Regions from separate parts of the Callithrix jacchus genome. Here region 2 is linked to region 1. The links are chromatin contacts, called in public Hi-C maps. All regions are on one chromosome and are shown on one strand. Each heading gives the region's core, a stretch centred on a gene start, on an enhancer-like site or on the middle of the called end of the contact. The rest is flanking DNA. Distances are from core to core; before and after follow the strand shown.

What was found. A called contact is a pair of places that touch in the nucleus more often than the background predicts.
Region 2: a Hi-C map of skeletal muscle shows a contact between it and region 1, with 5 times the contacts expected there. The contact joins the promoter of MRGBP here to the enhancer-like site in region 1. A contact is called at or near these places in 2 of 3 Hi-C or Micro-C datasets (both in skeletal muscle).

What each region holds. Positions count from the first base shown.
Region 1 is chr5:58,055,216-58,060,119 of calJac240_pri, reverse strand. No RefSeq gene overlaps it. Among named protein-coding and RNA genes, the nearest start is that of GATA5, 27 kb to the right of the region's middle. Within about 2 kb of position 1,894, at least 1 of the 16 cell types and tissues checked has an H3K27ac peak or open chromatin away from gene starts, as enhancers often do. A contact at or near this core is called in skeletal muscle, where this site is marked.
Region 2 is chr5:58,326,754-58,331,657 of calJac240_pri, reverse strand. It overlaps MRGBP (MRG domain binding protein), which reads right to left and starts at 1,914. Exons shown (of 5, transcript XM_035299155.3): 1 at 1,724-1,914; 2 at 1,285-1,406. The coding sequence starts at 1,871.

The sequences.
Region 1 (4,904 bases), core at 645-3,144:
AAGGCAGGGACAAGGCTAGGAACCCGAAGGCATCTCAGGCAGAGGTGGGGCTGAGCGTCCCCACCGTTCATCACAGGGACAGTGGCCAGGGCCACCACCCAAGGACTGGCCCTGCCAGGATGTGTTCCCAGCCTGTCGCCAGAAACCCCACACTCAGGTAGGGCCCTGCTCAGCAGCCCCCATGCCCCACAGCCTGAAAACAAGGCGACGGTCCTGGAAGCCCCCCACCCCTCCTCAATACTGTTCCCTGGTTGTATGTGGCATGGCCCCAGAGGCCAGCTGGTCCCATTGTGCAAGAGGTAGATGCCACAGCTCCTAGGTGTCCCCATCCCCGGGTGGCGTTGCAGCTCCAGCTCTCAGCAGAAGTTCTGCCCCTCTCCTTCCTACTGAGGTTGCCTGGGGAGGCCGTGGTGGGGGAGGACGTGATGGGACTGTGCCCACAGACCTGTGGGCCAAAGAGGTGAAGGGGCAAACAACTGGGGCCAGCCCTGCCACTGGGATCTCCCTGGCCCAGGGGCTCATTCAGCCGGGAGCAAAGGCCCAGCCCTTGGTCCAACCCAAGGGAGGAGGGAGCAGCTGGCTCCTTGGACTTTTAAAATCAAAATGTGTCAACAGCGATTGCTTTGTCATAACAAACACGCCGCACTAACGAAAGACGTTAGTTAAAAGGACGACCTGCCAGTCGCATCTTCTCAAAGGCTTTGTGTAATGTGCACAGGGTTTTAAAATTATTTTAATTACTTGCCAACTTTAAAATCGGGAGACTGGGCATACAGACCTGGAAGATTGAAGGACCAGCCACAGGGGGCCAGGACGAGGGTCTGTTGCTCTGGGGGGGTCCACTTTTCCAGGAACACCTGCCTGCCCAGCGGAGTCCCCACTGCCACCATCCCTGCCCTCCGACACTCCTGGCCAGTCACCCTCTGGGACGTGCAGGCCCATCCTGGGTTGGTGGCCTCTGCACTAACCCAGCTCTCACTGAGCAGATGGGGAAACTGAGGCCTGGGGAGGGATGGGGGCTCCCTGAAGTCACCCAGCAGGCAGGTCAGGAGGGGTGTGGGACAGAGGACAGAGGGAAGGAGCATGAGGGCACCCAGGGCCCCCACCCCTGGCCATCTCGAAGGGCACTGGGTGCCCCGACCCACCTCCACCTCAGGAGGGAATCTGCTGGGGAAGCCTCAGAGACTTGGGGGGTGGCGGGGGGCTGTTCTGGAAGCCCCAATCCGCAGCCAGGACCACTCTTCTGCCGACTTTTAAAAATCACCGTGGATACATTTTTAGAGGAACTACATTTACTTTTTTAAAAGGAAAAAAAAAAACTATGGATAGGGCAGGAGGAAGGACCATGGAATGGCCCTAATTTATTCCCTAGTGGTGCATTTTCTGTAGCATTTCAAGTCTACGTGCAATCCTGGCAGGTCCCACCTGTTCCTCAGCCCCAGTGGCTCCCAGGTGTCTGCTCCTCCTTGCTGAACCACAGGGTCTGAGCCTGGGTGGGTGCAAGGCCCAGTGGCCTCTGGGGCCCCAGAGCACGTCTGCTGGAGCCCAGCTCTATACCTGGGCAGTGGGGGAGGCCGGCCAGGCAGACAACACCACACGCTGGGAGGCTCCTGGGGTTGGGGAGTGGTCTCCTGCACAGGACCCAGGGCCACCTTGGAGCCCTGGTCCCCTCGTTCAGCACTTTCTGGAGAATCTTTGAGACCCTTGGAATCAGCCTGAAGACAGAGTGTCCCTGACGAGACCTGACCTGAGGGCAAACCAGCAGGACACGGGCACATTTCTAGGAGTTGTCAGAGTCACCCTGGGCCAGGGTCTCCCTGCCCGAAGCCCCCCCGGGCAGTTCAAGGTGGAGGGGCAAGCAGGAGCTGGCACTCAGCCTCATGTCGGCCAGCCAGGCTCTCTGACCCACGTCTGCCCTTGAGATAAGCCAAACCTCACGTCCAGGGCATGTGGCAGGGACACAGGGGCCAGTCCATAGCTGTTCCGCCCAAGAGTGTGAGTAGCAGCGCTGCTCGCAGCAAGTCCACTGTCCTGGGGGCGGCAGAGGGAGAAGCACGGCCATGGAGGTGACCCTCGGACGGCAGCTCCTTCCCCTCAGAGAGTGCTGATGACAGGAATCGTGGCCGTCTGTGTGGAGCCGCAGACTCGAACGTGGCCAGGTTTGGCCTGGGAATTGCTGTGTCAAGAGGTTCTCGTGCAGCCTGGCAGGGCCCCTACAGAGCTGCAGCCAGCACAGCGTGCTCTGTGGCCGAGCGTCCCGGGGCTCAGCAGGGGCCAGAGCTCACCCTGTGCTCTGGGGGCCCCATACACTCCTTGAAGAGGAGCAGGAGGCACTCAGAAGTCCCCACTGTCAGGGAGTTCCAGGAACCCCCTGCCTGAGAGTGGCCTTTCTGCTGTTACTTGCCTACTTCAACGGAGCAGGGGCCCGCTCCCTCCCTGGCATGCAGTCAACCTTCTGCCATCTCCAGCAGGCTCCTCTGGGGCACTGAGCAGACCTGTGATGTCCCTCACACAAGAAGCCTGCTGAGCTTGAAATCTCAAGTACCTGCTTCAAATCCCTGGGCACTTGCTGTGGTCCATGAGCCCTGGAGGCAGTCCCAGCTTCCCCAGCTTTGGGGCACTGGGCCAATGCCATGACCCCACTGGACTGTGAGCCCACAAGGGTGGGAATTGTCTCCTCAGCCTTTGGCCAGTGACTGACCATGGTAGGTGCACCTGTGCTGGCTCAGAGCAGAGCAACCACCAAGTCCCATCCAAGATGGGGCCAGCCTCAAGCCCAAGATCCCTCACGGCCCTTGGACGGTGATGGTGGAGGATGCAGATAGGAGGGACAGAAGCCCCCACCTGGCACCAAGGAGCAATAAATGGCAGTGACTGCTCCATGAGAAAGCCCCCAGAGCAGTCACTTGAGCCATCATCCAGCAGGTGAATTGAAATTATAGGAGGGTGTCTCACGGAATTCAAATATATCTCAGGAAGGTGGAGAATGGGAGGTCTACTCTAAAGGTACAGGCAGGAGTTTTCAGAGAGAGCCAGGAGTTTTCAGAGAGAACCAGAAACTAAAGGGTAAAAAAGAGGGTTTTTCTAGAATTAATCCCCAGGCTCTGTTCTGACCTTCTGCTGTTCAACAGCCAAAAGGCCAGAACCAGTAGGGACAGAAAAGAGGACACTTTCAGACAGCACTTTCCCATGGTGGGGTGGGTGCTAAGATAATCACAGTGATGGTGACAGTGATGGTGATGGTGATGGTGATGGTGATGGTGATGGTGACGGTGATGGTGATGACTGAAAATGGTGGTAATGAAGATGATGATGATGATGATGATGGTGATGATAGTGAAAATGGTGATGGTGATGATAGTGATGGTGATGATAGTGAAAATGGTGATGGTGATGATAGTGGTGATGATGGTGACAGTGGTGATGATGGGAATGATGGTCGGGTGGTGATGACAGTAATGGTGATGATGATAGTGGTGGTGATGGTAATGGTGATGATGGTGGTAGTGATAGGGATGATGGCAATGATGGTAGTGATGGTAGTGATGGTGGTGATAGTGATGATGTGATAATGATGATGGTAATGGTGGTAATGATGGTGATGGAGATGATAGTGATGATGGTGGTGATAGTGATGACGGTGGTGTTAATGGTGATGATGAGGATGATGGGGATTATGGTGGTTAATGTGATGATAAATATGGTGGTGGTGGTGGTGATGACAGTGATGGTGATGATGATAGTGGTGGTGATGGTAATGGTGATGATGGTAGTGGTGATAGGGATGATGGTAATGATGATGGTGGTGATGGTGATGGGGTAGTGATGATAGTGATATGGTGATGGTGGTGATGATGATGATAGTGGTGGTGATGATGGTGATAGCGATGATAGTGATGGTGGTGGTGGTAATGGTGATAATGAGGATGATGGGGATGATGGTGGTAAATGTGATGATGAAGATGGCGGTGGTGGTGGTGGTGATGATGGTGGTGGCAGTGATGGTTATAATGATAATGGTGTTGATGGTGATGGTGGTCATGATGATAGTAATGATGGTGACAATGGTGCTGATGGTAATGATGATGATAGTGATGGTGGTGGTGATGATAGGAATGATGGTGAGTCATATGATGATGAAGATGGTGGTGGTGGTGTGATGGTGGTGGTGGTGATGATGATAATGATAGTGTTGGTGATGGAGATGATGGTGATGATGGTGGTGATGATGATGATGATAGTGATGGTGATGGAGATGATGGTGATTATGGTGGTGGTGATGATGATGATAGTGATGGTGATGGAAATAGTGGTGGTGATGAGGATGATGGTGGTGGTAGTGGTGATGCAGATGATGGTGGTGATTATGCTGATGGTGGTAGTAAGGATGATGGTAGTTGTGAGGGTGATAGTGGTGGTGATGATGGGGATGATGGTAATGATGGTGGTAACAGTGTTGATGGTGGTGATGGGGATGGTAGTGATGGGTACGATGGTGATGGTGAGGGGATGATGGTGTTGATGGTGATGGTGGTGGGGATAATGGTGGTGGTGATGATGGTGGTATGGGGATGATGTTGATGGTAATGGGGATGGGGATGATGTTGATGGTGGTGGTGGTGATGATAATGGTGGTGGTGGTGGTGATGGTGGTGCTGGGGATGATGGTGATGGTGATGGTGCTGATGGTGATGGGGATGGGGATGATGGTGGTGGCTGTGATGGTGGTGATAGGGATCATGGTGATGGTGATGGTGATGATGGTGATGGGGATGCTAGTGACTGTGGTGATGATGGGGATGATGGGGATGGCGGTGATAGGGATGACAGTGATGATAATGGTTATGTTGATGGTGGTGGTGATAACAGTGATGCTGGGAAGAGGCTGTGAGGGATAGGGGGCA
Region 2 (4,904 bases), core at 665-3,164, 270 kb before region 1:
ATTTCATTAAGTCTGGATGACTCGGACCTCAGCCACACAGAAGTGCCATGGTCCAGAGAAGGTGCCAGCCCCATGGTCTTGCCCAGTCCTTACTGATGCCACAGGCTACTGAAGGAATAAGGCATGGGGCCACCATTCTGGGGCTGAGAGGCCTGGTGGTCTCATGCGCTCCCTGAGTGTCATGTGGGCTGCTGTGCTCATCTGAGCGAGCACCGGAGCCCCAGGGGACATTACGGGCCTTGGAGCTGTCTGTCTTCCCCAGACACAGGCAGAGAGCTGCACCCATCTCTCTAAATCCCAGTGTGGGAGGTATCTGGGGACCAGGCGCCCTTTCCCACAACTGAGAAGCTGCTGACCCCAGGAGTTCGATGACAGACACGCTCTAGGCAGGAGTGGGGAGGACCTTGTGAGGTTAGTGGTCAGCTGCGCCTGGGCCACTAGGCACTGGTCACCCAATGCTGTACCAGCTCAGAACATCCTCAATGCAGGACGTGGCAGCCACAGGGGTGTGAGCTCCCAGGGCCCTTCCAGGGCTGGGTGTACTTCCTCTCCTTACACAGCCCTCTGCACAGCTGGCATCTCTGTCCGCTTTCTACAGCTATGACAAGGAAACCCACTTCACTCGTCCAGTGGCAACCATTCCCTGCCTCGGCAGTGCCCACATCTTACTGGGAGGGCAGGCGTGGCCCTAAGTCCATCAGGGCAGGCACAGACTCTCTTTCCACCAGCAGAGGTCCCCCTCCTCCTGGTGACCTGCCCCGACCCCCACCCCACTCTCCAGCCGCACCCCCTACCTCTTCTGGCCACCCTGCTTCCTAGTTCACCTGCTAGCCCGTCACACGCCAGCTCCGAGCTCTGTGAGGATTGGAACACCACTTGTCTAACTCCCACAGAAGCCACCAAATTCGCCTTGGTGTGACTCGGATAGGGTCATCGTCTGCCTAAAGCACTTCTGGGGCCTCCCAGGAGACTGGCAATGGCCAAGGGCCCCAGCCTCTGCATCCCTCCCTCCCTCCCTCCCGAGTCTCAGCTGCCCAGTCATCTCCCGGGAGGCTCTGGTCCAGCACCCAGTCAAATGCAGGCCGCCTGAAAAGCTGACCAGCCGCTCGCACTGGTTTGTGCTTCCCATGACAATCTCTCGAGCCACCGCAAGTAGCCCGCAGCTCCGTCCAGCAGACCCCAGCAGGCATGGAGGGGCCTCTGCCCAGCTCAGGCTGACCCTCAGAGAGCGGCGTGCGGGTTCGCGCCCCCACCCGGCGGCACAGGGAGGGCGGTCGGGCTCACCAGCGCCTGCATGTCGTACATGGTGCTCAGGTGGTCCCAGATGACCTTGGATGGGACCTGCCGTCCTATGTTCTGGCTGAACTTGTCCCGGATACAAATCATGTGGAAGTGTCGGTTCACACCTGCGGCAGGAGGGGCGGCGGGGCAACCGGTGAGCCGGGAGGACGGGACGGAGGCGACGGGCGGCCCCGGGGAACGGAGGGGCAAGGGTGGCTGCGGAGGGAGGCGGCGGGGCCGGGGAAGCGGAGGGGCTGCTGGGGGCAGGGCTGAGTGCTGCGTGGGAGGGGCGGGGGCCCCGGGCGGGGCCCACGGGAGGGGGCGGGGTCCCGGGCGGGGTGTGGCGGGGAGCGTGGGGCGCGGGTGTCGCGAGCGCTGGCCCTGCCCCGCCCCGCCGGTTGCCCGCCCCGCCCCCACGCGCGTCCGCGGCCTGGGCGCTCACCGACGGGCTTGTGGCCCAGCATGGCGTGGAAAAGGCACACCTCCACCTCGGGGCTCCACACCACCGTCTCCTCCGCCGGGCTGGTGGCCGCCTCCCCCGGGCCCTTATCGCCCGCGGAGCCCCCGCCGCCCACCTCGGCCTCTCCCATGGCCGCGGCGCGGCCGAGCGAGAAGCCCCCAGCGGGAGCAGGCGCGGCCACGGGCTCCGCGCAGGCGCACTGGGCGGCGTGCGCGCGCTCCGCCGGGCACGCGCTAGGACTCACGCGCCAGGGTCCGCGCAGGCGCAGCGGAGGGCGGGGACGTTTCCCGCCCGGACCCGGCCCTGCTCCGCCCCGCGCCGGGGTGCTTCAAACGTGTTTCTCTTAGAAACGCGGCAGAAAGAACACTGCATCCAAAGAAAAAGTCTGCGCTACAAAGAAAACCGTCACAAAAGTGAAAAGACGACCCACAGACTGGGAGAAAATATTTGCAAATCCCGTATTAATAAGGAACTTCCTGGCAGAAGGTATAAATAATTCTTATAACTCAGTTATATAAAGAGTCTAACTATAAAACGGCAACGGATTTGGATACACATTTTTCCAAAGAAGATATACAGATGGGCTGGGCGCGGTGGCTCACGGCTGTCATCCCAGCACTTTGGGAGGCCGAGGCGGGCGGATCACCTGAGGTCTGGAGTTCCAGACCAGCCTGACCAACATGGTGAAAGCCCGTCTCTACTAAAAATACAAAATTAGCCAGGCGTAGTGGCGCGGCCACTTGTGATCCCAGCTACTCCGGGAGCTGAGGTAGGAGAATCCCTTGAACCCAGGAGGCGGAGGTTGCAGTGAGCCGAGATCGCGCCACTGCACTCCATCCTGGGCAACAAGGGCGAAATTCCATCTCAAAAAAAAATCTAGTCTGGCTGTTCCTCAGACGATGGAACCGTCTCCCTAGGAGGCGGCAGCTCCCAGGCGGGCGCCAGCGGCGGTGGAAGAACGCGCAGGTCCAGGCCGGGACCCGCCCCCAGCGCCCCCAGGGTGTAGCTCCTGCAGCCGCCAGGCGAGCGTCGCCCCCAAGCCCGGGGCGGAACCCGCAAGGGGCGCACGGAGCGCGGACACCCGCATTGCGCAGCCGCGTGCAGCGGGAAGGGAGAGAGCAGCGTGGGTGCGGCTGAAACGCTAAGTCAGAGAACTCAGACACCGAAATACACGGCGAGGGAATCCATTCACAGGAAGAGCCAGAACGCCCACGCGCGGTTGCCAGTGACCGGGGAGGAGGGAAACGCGAGGCAGTGCGATGGGCACCGGCTTCGTTTTTGTTTGCTTTTGAAACCGAATCTCGCTCTGTCGCCCAAGCTGGGTGCAGCGGCGCGATCTCGGCTCACTGCAACCTCCGCCTCCTGGGTTCAAGCGATCCTTCTGCCTCAGACTCCCGAGTAGCCGGATTACAGGCGTGCGCCACCCCCGGCTAATTTTTGTATTTTTAGTAGAGACGGGGGTTTCACCGTGTTGGCCAGGCTGGTCTCGAACTCCTAGACCCGAGGTGACCCGCCCGCCTCGGCCTCCCGAAGTGCTGGGGTGACGGGTGGGAGCCACCGCTCCCGGCCGGGCCCAGCTTCTTTTTAAGGAGGTGAAATGCTCCGGAATTTGATAGTGACCACGGTTTCACTCAGCAAAACCCCGCGAATCGTGCGCTTTAAATGGGTGAAGTGTGTGGTACGTGTTAGATCTCAATGAAGCTGCTAAGAAAAAAACAGACCAGAAACCCCACAGTTCCTGCGGAGTGGGGCTCAACGCCCAGGTCTGCTCGCGGGTCGGAGCGCCTCCTGGGAGCAGGGGAAGGGGGTCCGGCCCCCGCAGGCTTTGACCGCCTGCCTCCAACTTCTGGCTGAGCAGCCAGAGCTCCAGGGAATCGTTAACCGCAGGTAGCCTTGGAAGGCCCACCGCAGGGCGTGGTCGGGCGGGGGGAGGGGCGTGGTCGGGGCGGGGCGTAGGCTCGGGCTACGCGGAGCGGCGCTGGGGAGGGCGGGTCAGGGGCGAGGCCGCCAGTCAAAACGCGTTTATGAGGAGCTTAAGGCTGCATCCAATCAAGTCCGCCATGGCCGCCGGCTCCGCCCTCCCCGCCTCCGCCCCTTTCCCTGTCGGCCACGCCCACCACGGGGCCCCTAGCCAGGGACCCCGCTGCTTAGATATTTTCGCCTCTGCGGGTGTAGGCTCGGCATCGGGCTCTGGGTTCCTTTCCTGGCTTGCCTCCTCCCAGCTGTGTGACCTGGCGAGGCTCTGAGCCTCTTTAGGGTTCCGTGCCCTCCGAGCAATGCGCCAACAGCCCCTTCCCTGGAGGTCTTGGTGAGGGTTGGGTGCTCTGCAGGGTGCCCTGGGCCTGGGCCAGGGCCTGTGCCAGCGCGTTCTGGCGTCCTCCTGACCAACCAGAGCTGGTACTGGTGAGCGCAGCCCCTTAGCCCGTGCAGGCTCTGGTCAGCCTTACCTGCTTGCTTGGCTGTCTGGGACCTGGGCCTCAGCTTCCCCATCTGTTCAGGGGGCCGCTGGTGATACCGGTGCCAGCCATGACCTGGTGGAGATATGGCCCAGTGAGACTTCAAAAGGGCCTAAGCCACTGCTGTCACGTGGGACATCCTCTTCCCTGGAGGAATGAAAGCAGCCCACAGCCACTTAGCACAGAAATGCTCTGGAGATGGGGACCTCATCATTACTCATCTCCTGTTCCCTGGACACCTTGGGGTCCCTGTGCATCCCCTAGGTAAGGGTGCACAACTGATTTCACCACGCCTGCCTTGATGGACAGATTCCATCACGTGTTTCTGCTGTGAGAGTACCTGCCAGGTACTCTCCTCCCTCTGTCTGGGGAGCCTCCTCCCTCGGGGGTCCCCTTCGCCTGTGCCTGTTGAGAAAAGATGGCATAAAAGGGTGAGACAGGGCCCGGACCAGGAGACCCAGGGGTGCTGAGCCTCAGATTGGACCGAGTCCACATGGAGATGTACACTCAGCTTGTCCCAACTGGGGCGGTCTGCCTGCTCTAGTGGGAACCTGGGCAGCGGTGCTGTCTCCAGAGCATACAGGCCTTCCAGGTTATATATCAGTCTTGTGTAAGTCTGGCTAGCGTTAATCATTCCTCAGATCGGTTCTGGGTTCTGGCCAAGTGGACTTTCTTGCTTGGGGAGCTGATGTCATTTCTGGAAGGTG